Linked DNA regions of Sus scrofa: all the other regions are linked to region 3. The links are chromatin contacts, called in public HiChIP or PLAC-seq maps. All regions are on one chromosome and are shown on one strand. Each heading gives the region's core, a stretch centred on a gene start, on an enhancer-like site or on the middle of the called end of the contact. The rest is flanking DNA. Distances are from core to core; before and after follow the strand shown. Region 1 holds the start of GALNT15 (polypeptide N-acetylgalactosaminyltransferase 15). Region 2 holds the start of CAPN7 (calpain 7). Region 3 holds the start of HACL1 (2-hydroxyacyl-CoA lyase 1).

Evidence for each region. HiChIP or PLAC-seq counts read pairs in DNA pulled down with a chosen protein or histone mark.
Region 1: an H3K27ac HiChIP or PLAC-seq map of skeletal muscle shows a contact between it and region 3, with 2.7 times the contacts expected there. The contact joins the promoter of GALNT15 here to the promoter of HACL1 in region 3. A contact is called at or near these places in 2 of 5 promoter capture datasets (fetal skeletal muscle and liver) and 1 of 2 datasets of contacts at active chromatin or transcription factors (skeletal muscle).
Region 2: a contact with region 3 is called in an H3K27ac HiChIP or PLAC-seq map of alveolar macrophages. The contact joins the promoter of CAPN7 here to the promoter of HACL1 in region 3. A contact is called at or near these places in 1 of 5 promoter capture datasets (liver), 2 of 47 Hi-C or Micro-C datasets (liver and skeletal muscle) and 1 of 2 datasets of contacts at active chromatin or transcription factors (alveolar macrophages).

Annotation. Positions count from the first base shown.
Region 1 is chr13:3,327,212-3,331,356 of Sscrofa11.1, forward strand. GALNT15 (polypeptide N-acetylgalactosaminyltransferase 15) reads left to right here and starts at 2,878. Exons shown (of 10, transcript NM_001206447.1): 1 at 2,878-3,937. The coding sequence starts at 3,411.
Region 2 is chr13:2,450,467-2,455,122 of Sscrofa11.1, forward strand. CAPN7 (calpain 7) reads left to right here and starts at 1,919. Exons shown (of 21, transcript NM_001097443.1): 1 at 1,919-2,024. The coding sequence starts at 1,923.
Region 3 is chr13:2,837,960-2,842,669 of Sscrofa11.1, forward strand. It overlaps HACL1 (2-hydroxyacyl-CoA lyase 1), which reads right to left and starts at 2,919. Exons shown (of 17, transcript NM_001206454.1): 1 at 2,476-2,919; 2 at 2,199-2,303. The coding sequence starts at 2,565. BTD (biotinidase) reads left to right here and starts at 2,466. Exons shown (of 4, transcript XM_013981377.2): 1 at 2,466-2,749.

The DNA.
Region 1 (4,145 bases), core at 1,628-4,127, 490 kb after region 3:
CCTACCTTCTTTTTTTTATTGTTGTTTTTTTAGGGCTGAAACAATGACATATGGAAATACCCAGGCTGAGGGTTGAACCAGGCTGCAGCTGCTGGCCTACACCACGGCCACAGCAATGCAGGATCCAAGCCATGTCTGTGACTTACACCACAGCTGAAAGCAATGCCAGATCCTTAACCCTCTGAGTGAGGCCAGGGATTGAACCTGTGTCCTCATGGATACTAGCCAGGTTCATTACCACTGAGCCACGATGGGAATTCCAGATGCCCCTACATTCTAAACTGCATCTCCTGGAATGCCTGTCTCTTGAATCTAGAAGTCACCCAACCCCCACCCCCAGGACACTCTGAGGTAAGATTTGGAAAATGCGGTCCAATCCGGCAGTTCCTTTGTGCTGTCTGTTCGGCACTGGGCTGGGCTGTGGAGAATGGTCTCTTAGGATGCACTTTTTCACCTCTGAATCTAAGTGGCTTCAAGGAAAACAGTTGTGAATGCACACAAGGACAAGTGCAGACACACACACACACACACACACACGAACACACACTCTGGAAGCAACAACTGAGTCCAAAGGAAAAACTGTTTTTGTTATTTTCCAGATGTTTAGGCTCACAATCTAAAATCAACATCAATGTGAACTATTGCCTTTGGAATGGATAAGCAATGAAATTCTTCTGTATAGCACTGGGAACTACATCTAGTCACTTATGATGGAGCGTGATGGAGGATAATGTGAGAAAAAGAATGTATAAATGTATGTGTGACTGGGTCACTTTGCTGTACAGCAAAAAATTGACAGAATACTGTAAACCAACTATAACAGAAAAAATAAAAATCATTAAAAAAGTCTTGCTAAATTGAAAAAAGAAATAAATAAAATCAACATCAAATCAGAAACAACATCAATTGATTTCAAGTGCAGTGGCAGCCCTCCCCACCCCACAGCTTCCTGATGGCCTGGCTGCACTACAGCCATCAGAAGAGTCATGTCTCACGGTGAAGCTCGCCACCCCCCTTCATCAACCTGATCCACTAGGCGCCAGAGGACTCTGAGCAAGCTGGCTCCCTTCCCTTCTCCTGTCCACATCACTCCCTCTGGGATCTTCAAACACTATCTATGTGCCACTGCATCCGACTTTACATCTTCAGGCCAGACCTACCCCTGACCCCCAGCTATCATATACCCCCATGTATCCGTATGTCCAGCTGCCCACCCTTCCCTTCCCCTTGGCTGCCCAAACGCCATCTCCAACAGGGCATGCCCCGACTGAGCTTCTGTTTTGCCCCTGCTCCCTGCTTTCCCCATCTTCGTTGCTGGCAGCTCAGCTCTTCCTACTGCTTAGACCACAACCTTGTAATCTTCCTTGACTCATCTCTCTCTCACTCTGGGTGTCAATTCCTAACAAATCCTATAGGTTCTTCCTTAAAATCCATCAGAGGCTGAGTGCTCCTGCCCACCTCCCATGATGTCCTTACCATGTCTCACCCGCCCCATGGGCCTCCCTGCTTCTGCCCTGTTCTCCCCCACGGTCTAATCTCAACACAGAAGCCAGAGTGATCCAGTTAAAATCCAAGTCGATTGTGTCTGTTGTGTGCTTACAACACTCCAAGGGCTTCCACCTGACTCAGAGGAAAAGCCAGAATCCCTAAAATGCCCTGCAAGGTCCCCCGTCACTCCCCCCTCTTACTGTTCTTGTTTCACTCCTACTGTTCCCACTCTGTTCCAGCCACACTGGCCCTCTGCAGGCCCGCAAAAGGCCAGGCAAAAATCTCACCTCAGGACATTTGTACTTGCTGTCCTCTCTGTCCCCAGTTCTCTCCATACTGTACTGCTTGTCTTCCTTACACAAATGCTTCTGGGAACACTTGCTCACAGTGTCAACTGTCAACCCCTAACCCAAGCTCCCCAGCTTCCTTCCCTGCTTTATTTTCCTCCTTAGCTTTTATCACCATCTGTCCCCACTGTATATTTTATTTATTTATTTTTATAATTTCTTTCTTTTCTTTCTTTTTGCTTTTTAGGACCACATCTATGGCATGTGGAAGTTCCCAGGCTAGGGGTCCAATCGGAGCTGTAGCCGATGGCCTACACCACAGGCACAGCAACACAGGATCCCAGCTGAGCTGCGTCTTTGACCCACACCACAGCTCACGGCAACTCCAGATCCTCAACCCACCCGCGAGGCCAGGGATCGAACCCGTAACCTCGTGGTTCCTAGTCAGATTTGTTTCCCTACGCCACGCCGGGAACTCCCCCTGCCCAGGATAGATTTAACACATAGCGGCCGCGCATTAATATTTCTCGGTTGAATGAAGGAAGTTTACAGTCGAAGGAGAGGGCCCCTCCTCTTCTGTCGTCCCCCGCCCCTCCCCCCATTGGCTCAGAGGCCGGTACAGAGCTGGCATTCGGATGCTCCTGTGGGTAGGAGGGGCTTGTTGCAAGAGCGTTTCCCCAAGCACCCCTCCTTTTCAGAAGGGTGAGGACCGGGGTGGGGGGTGGGGAGGGAAGAAAGGGGAACCCCAGCCAGCAGCTTGGGAGGCTGAGCATGCAAAGAGCCAACCAGCTACCTGAATTTCCACTACCCGTACTGCCTTTCTGAAATCAGGAGGGGATACTCTTTCCTGCCCTTTTGGGTGGGGAAAGAAGCCTCGCTGTGGAATAGATTCAAATCAGAACTCCTCGGATGCTCCTGTTGGGTTTGGTCCTAGCAGTGACGGCGTTTGTTTTCCCCGTAGTCGCCTTCCTGGGGTTGCGCAAAGCCTAGGAACAGGGAGGGCATTAGGACCGGGAGCGAGGCGAGCGCACGCCCGCCCGCGTCTGGCAGAGCCTCGCAGCCGGCTGTATGAGGAGCTCTGTGTGAAAGGAAATCAGGCGCTACTTGCCGGCTCCACATCTGTTGAACCGACCTGACTTGAAGGGTCCAAAGGAGGACAGCTGTCAGCTCTGCGGGACTGAGGACCCATCAGCTCCCCTCATACATCTTATAGCCACCTGACCACGCATACAAGGGGGAAAACGAAACACGTGGGACTAGACCCCTGAGCAAAATGAAATCATTATTTTTCCCCCCAAAAGGAAAGGGGCATCAAAGGGGGGCAAACAGTTCAATTTGAAGTCCCTGTGAATGGTCTTTCGGAAGGCAATTGACATTTGCTCAGAGAGCATTTGTGGTGGGATTGAGTCCGCGGCTTTCTCGGCTTTCTGGTTGTAAGTGGAAGCCGGTCTTACGCTGCCGGCAGATGTCAGTCGGGACGGGAGAAGGAGCAGATTAAGTGACTGGCAAAAACAAACAAACAAACTTCCAGGTAGACCCAGGAAGCCAGGTTCTGCTGCCAGCTTGAAGGAACCTGGAGCAGGAGGCGAAAGTGAACTTGAACATGACTTGTTGCATTTGGCAAGTTCCAGCAACATGTTCGTAAGGAAGCGAGGCAGGCACGGACCCTGCAGACTGCAGTTCCTGCTGCTCCTCCTGATGCTGGGATGCACGCTGCTGATGCTGGAGGTGCTGCACCCTCCCCCGCACGCCCGGCCCCCGGTTGTCACGGCCCAGGTCGCCGAACGCAGCCCCGAAGCCGGGTACCGCCTGAACTTTGGGGAATCTCAGGAGTGGGTGCTGGAGTCCGAGGATGAGGACCAAGAGTACGGCCCCCTGGAGGGCCTGCCACCCTTTATCTCCCTGAGGGAGGATCAGCTCTTGGTGGCCGTGGCCTCGCACAGGGCCAGAAGGAACCAGAGCCAGGGCAGGAGAGGTGGCAGCTACAGGCTCATCAAGCAGCCGAGCAGGAGGCAGGACGAGGAGGTCCGGGAGAGGGACTGGGGGGCTGAGGAGGAGGATGGGGAGGCATCTGAAGAGGAGCTGACCCTACGAGGCCTGGAGGAGGCGCTCAGTGCCCGCATCCCCCTGCAGAGGGCGCTGCCTGAGGTACGGCATCCGCTGTAAGTAAGGCCCTTGCTTCCTCTTTTTCGGTGCTGGAGAGCAGCCGGCAAAGTCCGGCTGAAGCCTTGCAGAACTCTGACTCCATTGTCTCAGGGCAGCGCTTCCCCAGGTGTGGTCCCTGGACCAGCAGCCGCGGCATCGCTTGGGGACTTGTTAGAGATGCTGAGGCAGAAATCCTGGGTGGGGTCCAGCGATCTGTCTCTAACC
Region 2 (4,656 bases), core at 669-3,168, 390 kb before region 3:
GAGGGTGTATTGAGTATATTTAGCAGGGGAGTGACTCACTCAACATTTTGAAATATTTATTCAACACCTGCTCTGGACCAAAGCTTGGGCTTAATTCTGGGTTTAAACTGATAGAGACAGAAACCATCCCTGCTTCAGTTATTAAACTGTAGCAGCTAATAATGGGAAGCAGGCAGAGTCAAATTCTCCATCTGTGCGCTTTACAACCATCCAATGAGATAGTTATTAACTTCACCAAATGTGAAGGAACAGTTATGGAAATTGCGTCCCATTTAAATGCAAGCCAACTGACTAAAAAATTTTTATTGAGGTATAATGAAGGAAAATTAGAAGTATGCGTTTAAAATGTACGGTGTAATAATAGGTCTTAACAAATGCATGTGTTTTTGGCATCACCTTCAAGACACAATACATTTCCATCGCCTCCAAAGAAATAAGAAATGCTTATAAATCTGTCAAAAGATTCTCTTATCCGTTACCAAACATTGATGTGATTTTGTCACTGGATGAGTCCCCTGAGAGTGGGCTCTTGTTCAACACTAATAAATCAATTGTCCGAGGAGACGCATGACTGACAAAGCAAAAGACTGTTGAAAAGGGGCACTTCAGCAGAGAGCAGCAGGTAACAGAAACCAGGAGAACTACTCTGCCTTGTGGCACACACTCTCCGGTTTTTGTGGTAGCAGGCGGGGGCATCAGATTTCCAGATTGTCTTTGGCCAGTCACCTTGCTCCTGCCTTCCTTTGTTCTGATCAAAGCCCTTCCTGATGGCTTATGCATCTCTTAGTCAAGGTAGTTTCCAGCATGAGTGTTTCCAGGAGGTTAGCAAGACATATAAACTGGAGTCTCCTGCCCTTCTTGGCCCCTCCTGAGCTTCCTCCAGGTTGGTTTTAGGCCCTTCACTGGTTTTGTGTTCTTTTGAAGCATCCTGATGTGGGAGACTTAAGCAAAGGTGTTACATCCTGTGTGGGAGACTTGAGCCGAGGTGCTACTACGGTGCTAGCCAGGGCAGGCGGTTTGGGTCCATGGTTCCCTAACAGCTTCACACGTTATTGATTAGATTCATCTTTTCTGGTGTTTCTTATAAACATAGTCACAGTTGTACTCTCTCATCTTAACATACAGTGAATTTCGAGTTTTGTCAATATTGTGGTGTCTCTCACTAGTTTATTTTTATTATTGCTGAATACAGAGTTTTAAAGAGAAAGACCATTAGCCAAGTAATCACCTAATTGAGTATTACAACAGCATTGTTAACCTAAGGATAAGTACACATTGTTATTACACAATTCAATCAGTACTATAACCTCGGAAAGTTATACAGGGTTAAAATTGAATTTGCGGCTATAAACTTATTAAAGAGTATCGCATAAGAATCCTATGTCCTTACTGTATTTCCCTAATTTTTAAAAAAGCAGCCCAGAAGATGGGAAGAGCTCTCCGGCACCGGGGGGGGGGGGGGGGGGGGTGGGGAGGCGGGAGTGGGTAGAGCCCCGTAAGGCGCATGCGCCCCTCCTCCCTAATCTGGCCAGCAACAGCCTCGCAGGGCACTACCACCTGCGTGTAGAGGGCGGAGGCAGCGTCCGCTCGGACGTGGCACCGGTTGCGTCGGTCCAATCCTGGGCGCAGTGGCGGTCACGTGCACTCGGCCCCGCGGAGGCCGGGCCCCGCCCACCGCCCCCGGCGCCCTGGCTTCACGGACTCGCCTTACCCGGCCGGCCGCGCTTGCGCAGTGCGACCGGTGGGCGGGGCGGGGAATGCGGCGGCCGTGGAGTCAGGCTGCCCGCCGGCTGGGAGCCGGGTCTGTGCTGAGGGGCCGGCCGCTGTCCTTCCTCAGCCGCCGGAAGTGAGCTCCAGCATTTCTGCGCGGCCCGGGCCTCGCCTGGGCAGCAGGCGGCGGAGGACCTCGCCGCGGGGCCGCCATGGACGCGGCGGCGCTGGAACGGGATGCTGTGCAGTTCGCGCGGCTGGCGGTGCAGCGCGACCACGAAGGCCGCTACTCAGAGGCGGTGTTTTACTACAAGGTGGGCTGGGGGCGGGCCCAGGTGCTGCCTGATGGGCTTCGCATCGCATCGCCGCTCCCGCTGTCCTTCGGGGGTGGGGGACGGTGGCCCCGCTGAGAGGCCAGGCCTGTCCCCGCCCCCGCCCCGGAGTCCTCCTCTTGGGCTTGGTAGCCTCTCCAGGGTCGGGTCCGTCCTGAAGGCGAGGCTGAGCTGTCAGCTCACTGGGTCTCACTGTCTTGGATGTACTCGGAGACAGTGCGTGCTCAGACGGACTCAGAAAGTCAATTAAAAAGAATAAAGCATCGGATATCCTAGCGTTTGACCTGTATCTTTGTTTTTCTACGCCTATGTGTCTACACACCTTTAAAAAAACCCCAAATCGTACTGTTTATACTGTTTTAATCTTTTCATTGAAACTTTTAAAAAGTTATGAATTTTTTTAAGATTCATAATATTACCTTGTTAGTGGATGCATTCTGTAGCTGTGTCTTGGTGTATTTACAAACTCTTCCGGTCATTTTATGTTCATTTATGAACATTTATATTTTGATCTTCAGCGTCATAATATCCTTATACTCATGCTTTACATGTTTCTTTGATATTTCATTTGGATAATTATTGGGGCCAGAATTATTAAAGACTAGGCGCTTCACAGTCCACTCTTTGCTCCCTAATCCTGAGGATTTGCAAACACAACTGTCTCGCTGCCGTCTTGCCCTGCGCCTCCCTGCTGAGGTAGCTGTATCTTCTTGATATTACTACCTTTTCTTTTAGAAGCAATGTCGACTGATTATACAGTAGTAGTAAATTTTTCCTATAAACGTATATGCTGTCATTAACGTGTGGTTTTTTTTCAGGTTAATATTTAATTGCCTTTATAATCTATATTTAGAGACTTGATGTGTTTTAGAATCATTCCTTTTGGACTTTTTGTTGACAATTTCATTAGAGTGGTATTTAAAAAGTAAAACTCTGTTTTAGTTTTGTGCAATAACTGACCAATGTTTGTAGGTGAAAATAGTGCCATTTGAAATAGCTAAGGCAAAAGAAAATACTGTGCAGTGTGCCTCTTGTTTTGCTGTAAGATTTGCTTGTTACTATGAAGAATTTCTTTTCCTTGAGAGTCAGAAAAGTGGTTGTGCTTGTAGGAGCTGTTTATGTAAACTATCAGATATTTAGTGTTTTCTGTCTTCATACTCTTCTAAAAGGGGTTCTTTAATTGTTAGTCACTTTCAAGTATAAATGAAATGAGTAAAATAAAGTTGATGCCAACAGTTTTAAAAATTGGCTGTAATATTTACATATAAGGTTATATTTTCCTCCCTCCCCTGAGATATCTGAATTACTGAAATCTGAGGAAAACGTATTTTTTCTATCCCCAATTTCAATTTGGACCAAAACTGTACTCTTCTTATTGATTTTGTAGTTTGAAGGAAACAACTCCAGCTCTAATAACTGGATCAGTGGGTGGCTTCTTTGGATCCAGATAATCAGGCATGAGGTTCTTTGAAGTACACATGCTAAGGTTACTGCAGAGAAGGTGGTAGTACCTGGGAAAGTCTCTCTGTGGACTTTCTGTGTGGTAGCATTGGTCACCCTCTCAGAATGCTGATGGTGAGAATGAAGGCATTTCCTCACTAGCCACAGCCTAACTGGCTGAAGAAGTTATGGAATAGTGGCAAGACAAATCCAGATTTTCTTAATTAAAGTGTTTATTTTATACAACTGAAATCTACCATACAGTGTGTCCCCCCTTGACAATATTTTCTGTAGAGGAAAAGATTTTCTTTCCACTGTGAGATAACCTTTAAAATCTTTTTTATTGGAGTTCCTGTTGTGGCGCGGTGGTTAACGAATCCGACTAGGAACCATGAGGTTGCGGGTTCGGTCCCTGCCCTTGCTCAGTGGGTTAACGATCCGGCGTTGCCGTGAGCTGTGGTGTAGGTTGCAGACGCGGCTCAGTTCCTGCGTTGCTGTGGCTCTGGCGTAGGCCGGAGGCTACAGCTCCAATTCAACCCCTAGCCTGGGAACCTCCATATGCCGCAGGAACGGCCCAAGAAATAGCTAAAAAAAAGACAAAAAAAAAAAAAATCTTTTTTATTGATACTTAGTTTTATTGATTATTATCTGTTCTGATGCATTCAAGACTCAGTTCACTTTTTTGGGGTGTATAATTTCGAGTCTGACCTGTTGCATAAATAAAAAAGAAAAGGAGTTCCTGTTAAGAATCTTACTAGTATCCATGAGGATGCAGGTTAGATCCCTGGCCTCACTCAGGGGGTTAAAGGATCCGGCGTTGCCTCGAGTTGTGGTGTAGGTCACAGACATGGCTTGGATCTGGCATTGCTGTGGTTGTGATATAGGCCAGCAGCTCCAGCTCCAGTTAGAACCCTGGCCTGGGAACTTCCGTATGCTGCAGGTGCAGCCCTAAAAAGACAAAAAAAAAAAAAAAAGAGAGAGAGAGAAAAAAACATATAAACCACAGCTATTCTAAGAAAATGTTTACAATGACCTTCTTCTGTTTGACTTCATACATTTTCAACAGTAGGAGAAAATTGAGAATATTCAGAACCGAGAAAAGGTATTGAAGGATTCTATAACTCATTTACTTTATCAAAATATTACTGCTATCTTAAAGACATTCTTGTTTTGT
Region 3 (4,710 bases), core at 1,669-4,168:
TTTTTAATTAAAGCATAGTTGATTTATAATGTTGTGCCTATTTTCGCTGTACAGTGGTTTTCTTTTTCTAGCATCTTAAAATGTAAGCTGAGAGCATTGGTTTTTGACCTTCTTTACTGATAGATTCAATTCAAAACTATTTCCTCTAAGAACTGCTTTAGCTGTAACTTAACATATTTCAGACCTCATCTTTTCATTGTCACTCAATTAAAAATGTTTTCTGGAGATTCCATAGTGGCTCAGTGGAAGCGAATCTGACTAGCATCCACAGGGTGCGGATTCCATCCCTGGCCTTGCTCAGTGGGTTAAGGATACGGCGTTGCCCTGAGCTGTGGTGTACGTTGCAGACACCGCTCCAATCTGGCATTGCTGTGGCTGTGGCATAGGCCAGCCGCTGCAGCTCTGATGAGACCACTAGTCTGGGAACCTCCAAATGCCACAGCTGCAGCCCTAAAAAGACAATTAAATAAATAAATAAATAAACAAAATAAAGTTTTCCATATCCTCTTGGATTTCTTTAACACCCTATTGGTTAGTTAGGGTCCATGGTGACATCTCCTTTTTCATCCCTAACATTGGTAATTTGTATTTTTCTCTTTTATTTTTAATTGTCTACCATTAAGTTTATTGATTTTAACTAATCTTTTCAAATATTTACAAAGAATCAAATGTGTTACTGAATTTTCAAATGTTTGGAAATTTTCTGTTAACTGAATTCCACTTTATTTCCACATGGTAAAGTTACTTATACTGTATGTTTTCAATCCTTGGAGATTTGTTGAAATTTCCTTTATGGACTTCAAATGGTTAGTTTTTATTTTTAAAATGCACTTCAGCTCATTACAGGAAGAGAAGGAAGGTGCTAAATTAAATAGAAGATGATCCAGAAAACTGCTAAATGCTCTTTAGGAAGAAAAAGAAATGAGACTGGTTTGACAAAATGTCCTATCTTCCTTTCTTTTTTCTTTGTCTCTTTAGGGCTGCACCCATGGCATATGGAGGTTCTCAGGCTAGAGATCCAATTGGAACCACAGCCACGGCAACTCAGGATCCCAGCCACGTCTGCAACTTACACCACAGCTCAGGGCAACGCAGGATGCTTAACCCACTCAGCGAGGCCAGGGATCAAACACTCAGCTTCATGGATACTAGTCAGATTCATCTCCACTGAGCCACAATGGGAACTCCCTATCTTCCTTGCTTGTGCTTCCAAATAAGCCTCTAAGAAGGGAGGCTCTAAGTGCGATGAGGTGGAATGAATACTGGGCAGGAATTCGGGACACCTCTGGAGTCCAAGCATGGCTTTGCCATTTGTGTTGTTACCTTGCAGAGCTGCCTACTACATAACATGGGTCATGGCCTCACCTACTAATGTTGCAGGTACTATCTGAGCACCTATCATGTGCAGGCACCACATACAGACTGCGGACACAGATGTGTCAGGAAGAAATAATATCCACGACCCCCTGGAGCTCACAGCCTAATAGGGAAGCCAGATCAGACAAATAATACACAGAAATGACACATAATAGGTAGTTATGAGACTGAAGAACAGGGAGGAGGCCAAGATTCAGACCAGATAACTGTCCGTTCCAATTGTGACACTCTAGACTTGGCAAAGTACAATACCGTATAGTGTTAAAAAGAGTGTGGACTCCATGGGAGTTCCCGTCCTGGCCCAGTGGTTAACGATTCCGACTAGGAACCATGAGGTTGCGGGTTTGATCCCTGGCCTTGCTCAGTGGGTTAAGGATCTGGCATTGCAGTGAGCTGTGATGTAGGTTGCAGATGCGGCTCTGATCCTGCCTTGCTGTGGCTCTGGCCTACGCCGGCGGCTACAGCTCAGGTTCGATTGGACTCTTAGCCTGGGAACCTTCATATGCCGGCAGGAGCGGCCCAAGAAATGGCAAAAAGACAAAAAAAAAAAAAGTGTGGACTCCAGATCCATAATACCTAGGTCCAAATGTGGTCCTGCCAATACCAGAGGTCTCCTTGGGCAAATTTCTTAACCTCTCTGGGTCTCACTTTTCTCATCCGCAACTAGGATTAACAATGGTCCTTGCCTCCTAGGATCGTTGTGACGGATACGTGTAAAATATTACTGTAGTGATAAGCGCCGACTCTCTGCAATGAGTATTTGCCATTATTATCATTACTCATCCTCAATCGTGCATTCATCTCTCAAGGTCCATACTTACAGCCTGCTCATTCCTCATCCCGACGTATCTGATGCCCAGTTTCTGGGTGGCAAGGGCAATTTCAGTCACTGGAATGCCTACGATGCCAAACATGTAGTTCACGTCCTGGGGGCCAAGAACAGAGGAATAAGGCCAGGGCTCCCAGCCCCACAGCTCCCTTCTGCGACGGTAAAAGGAAAACCTCCCGCAAACCTCTCTGCTGCCAGCCCCCACCGTTTCCCCCGTTTCTAAGACAACGACTCGGCCCCGCCGGCTTCCGTAGGAGCGTTCCTAACACCTGTGTTTTCAGGGACTGGGCGATGACTTCCGCACCGGACATCTGCGCCTCGCTTGGGTTGCTGCCCTCTGCCAAGTTATTTCCGGACATCTTCCACCTTAAAGTTCGAGGCCCTACCGCAGTCGACGACAGGCTGAAGCGGAGTTACCAAGCCAAAGCAGGCTCGAAAACACCAACCGTGGAACCGCCCCTCTGAGGAGGAGGCCACCCGCCCTTCGGAGAGCGGAGGGGAGGAGGCGGGGCGGAAGCCGGCAAGCTCGTGAGGAGGTGAGAGGTAAACCCACTCTCTCCAATCACAACGGGGCCTTTTCCTGGACCGTCCATTCGTGGGGGGATGGGAGCAAAGTGCCAGGAGAAGGCGGGACTAGCTGGAGGCGGCGGCCTAAGCCTAGAGAGTGAGAGGCCGATCAGCGGGCGCTCGTTGCCACACTCTACAACCCACTTCGGGACCCTGGAGGGCGAGTGAGTGGCGCATGCGCAAATCCGGGGTGGAAGAGGGCGGAGCGCAGGCGCACTCGCGGCTTCGCCTTGGGGCCTGCGCACAGGTTCGCACAGGCTGCTGGGGTGTAATGGGAAGGTGCTGAGGGCTAGGCAAAAGTCTTCTTCGGGTTGCGTAGTCGTTATTCCGCGTCTCCTGTGTTCTGAGCTTTGACCTAAATGCTTTTTGGTTTATGAGTTCATAACCTCGTGGGTTTACAACCCGAGAACGTAGTATTTCATTAAACCCGCAAGCGGGAGATCCGTATTTGGCACCGTGGGTTAAGGATCCGGTATGTCGCGTCTGCGGCTTGGATTCGATACCTGGGACTCGGGGACTTACATTTGCCTGGAGTGCTTAAAAAAAAAAGAAAAATCCATAATCAAATGTGTACTTCTTATCCCGTGTCATATATAAGGACGCCAAATCTCCACGCAGGACGAGGCAAGTTGCTAAAAGCCGTTGGACCCAGGACAGTCTTGTGCTCTATTCATTGTTCAGCCCTTTGGCCACAGGAGATAAGAAGGGCCTCTTAAGCCTATTCTTGACCATTTTATTCTCTAACCCTTGCTGCTAACCCTCCACTCTTTACAAAGTCAGGAAATGGGGATATTTGTGATTAATTAGCGTGGGTAACCACAAGGAGCTCTGCAGTGGAGCATCTTTTAAAACACATTTTAAAAAAAAAAACACATTTTTGAGTAAAAAATGTGCTTACAGTGTGCAATTTATGAAGCTAAATCCTCAAGATCTGCTCAGTAGCAACCAAAATCTCCAATCCTAATGAAGAGTGGAACTTTAAATTTGGGGGGATTCGAAGTGTTTTAAAATGCAAAGAACCCAGTAATATGTGGAAAGTGAAGAAACAAGAAGAGAGGGCAGTGGGTCATGAGTAGTGAAATGGATGAAAAGCATTGGAAATGAAAGAATTTCTAAACCCTGTGGGTCCTTCCGAAAAGGGTTCTCTGGGAATTTGAAACTCTGACTTTCACCCAAAGCAGAGGAGAATAAAATAGTTGCTTCCTTGAATATGGGGGCCTGGGCTAGTGTAGTCCATCTAAGAGGGAGATTTCTTTGAAGTCTCAGAGTTCGTCTAAAAAAAATAATAAATGCAGATCTTCAGTTGTATTCCAGAATCTGTATTTTAATTGAGGTAAAATAAATATAAATGTACACATCTTAAATGAGTTTTGACAATTGTATATACCTCCGGAACCACCACCCAGAATAAAAATGACATGTTAAACTACTTATCTGTCAAGGAAAATTGAGATTCCAGAAAGGTACAGAGTGTTTTTTGTGTGGCTTTGAATGGTCCTTGGCACACTATCTCCTGTCCCTGTTTGAGAAGCATAGACTGCACACCTCTCTATCATGTGGGATTGATATCAGTACCTGTGTGACAGTCTCTACCCCCAAGCATCAGACTCACTTGGAAAGCTATTTATTTATTTATTTATTTGCTTTTTGGGGCCACACATGTGGCGTATGGAAGTTCCCAGGCTAAGGGTCGAATCGGAGCTGCAGCTGCCAACCTACACTACAGCCACTGCAACTCGGGAAACAAGCCCTGTCTGTGACCTACACCACAGCTCATGGCAATGCCGGATCCTTAACCCACTGAAGGAGGCCAGGGCTCGAACCCGTGTCCTCGTGGATACTATTCAGGTTCATTACTGCGGGAACTCCTGGAAATCTTTTTAAACATACAGTTACTTGGGCCCTACCCCACGTCTTCTGTATCAATATCTCAGGAC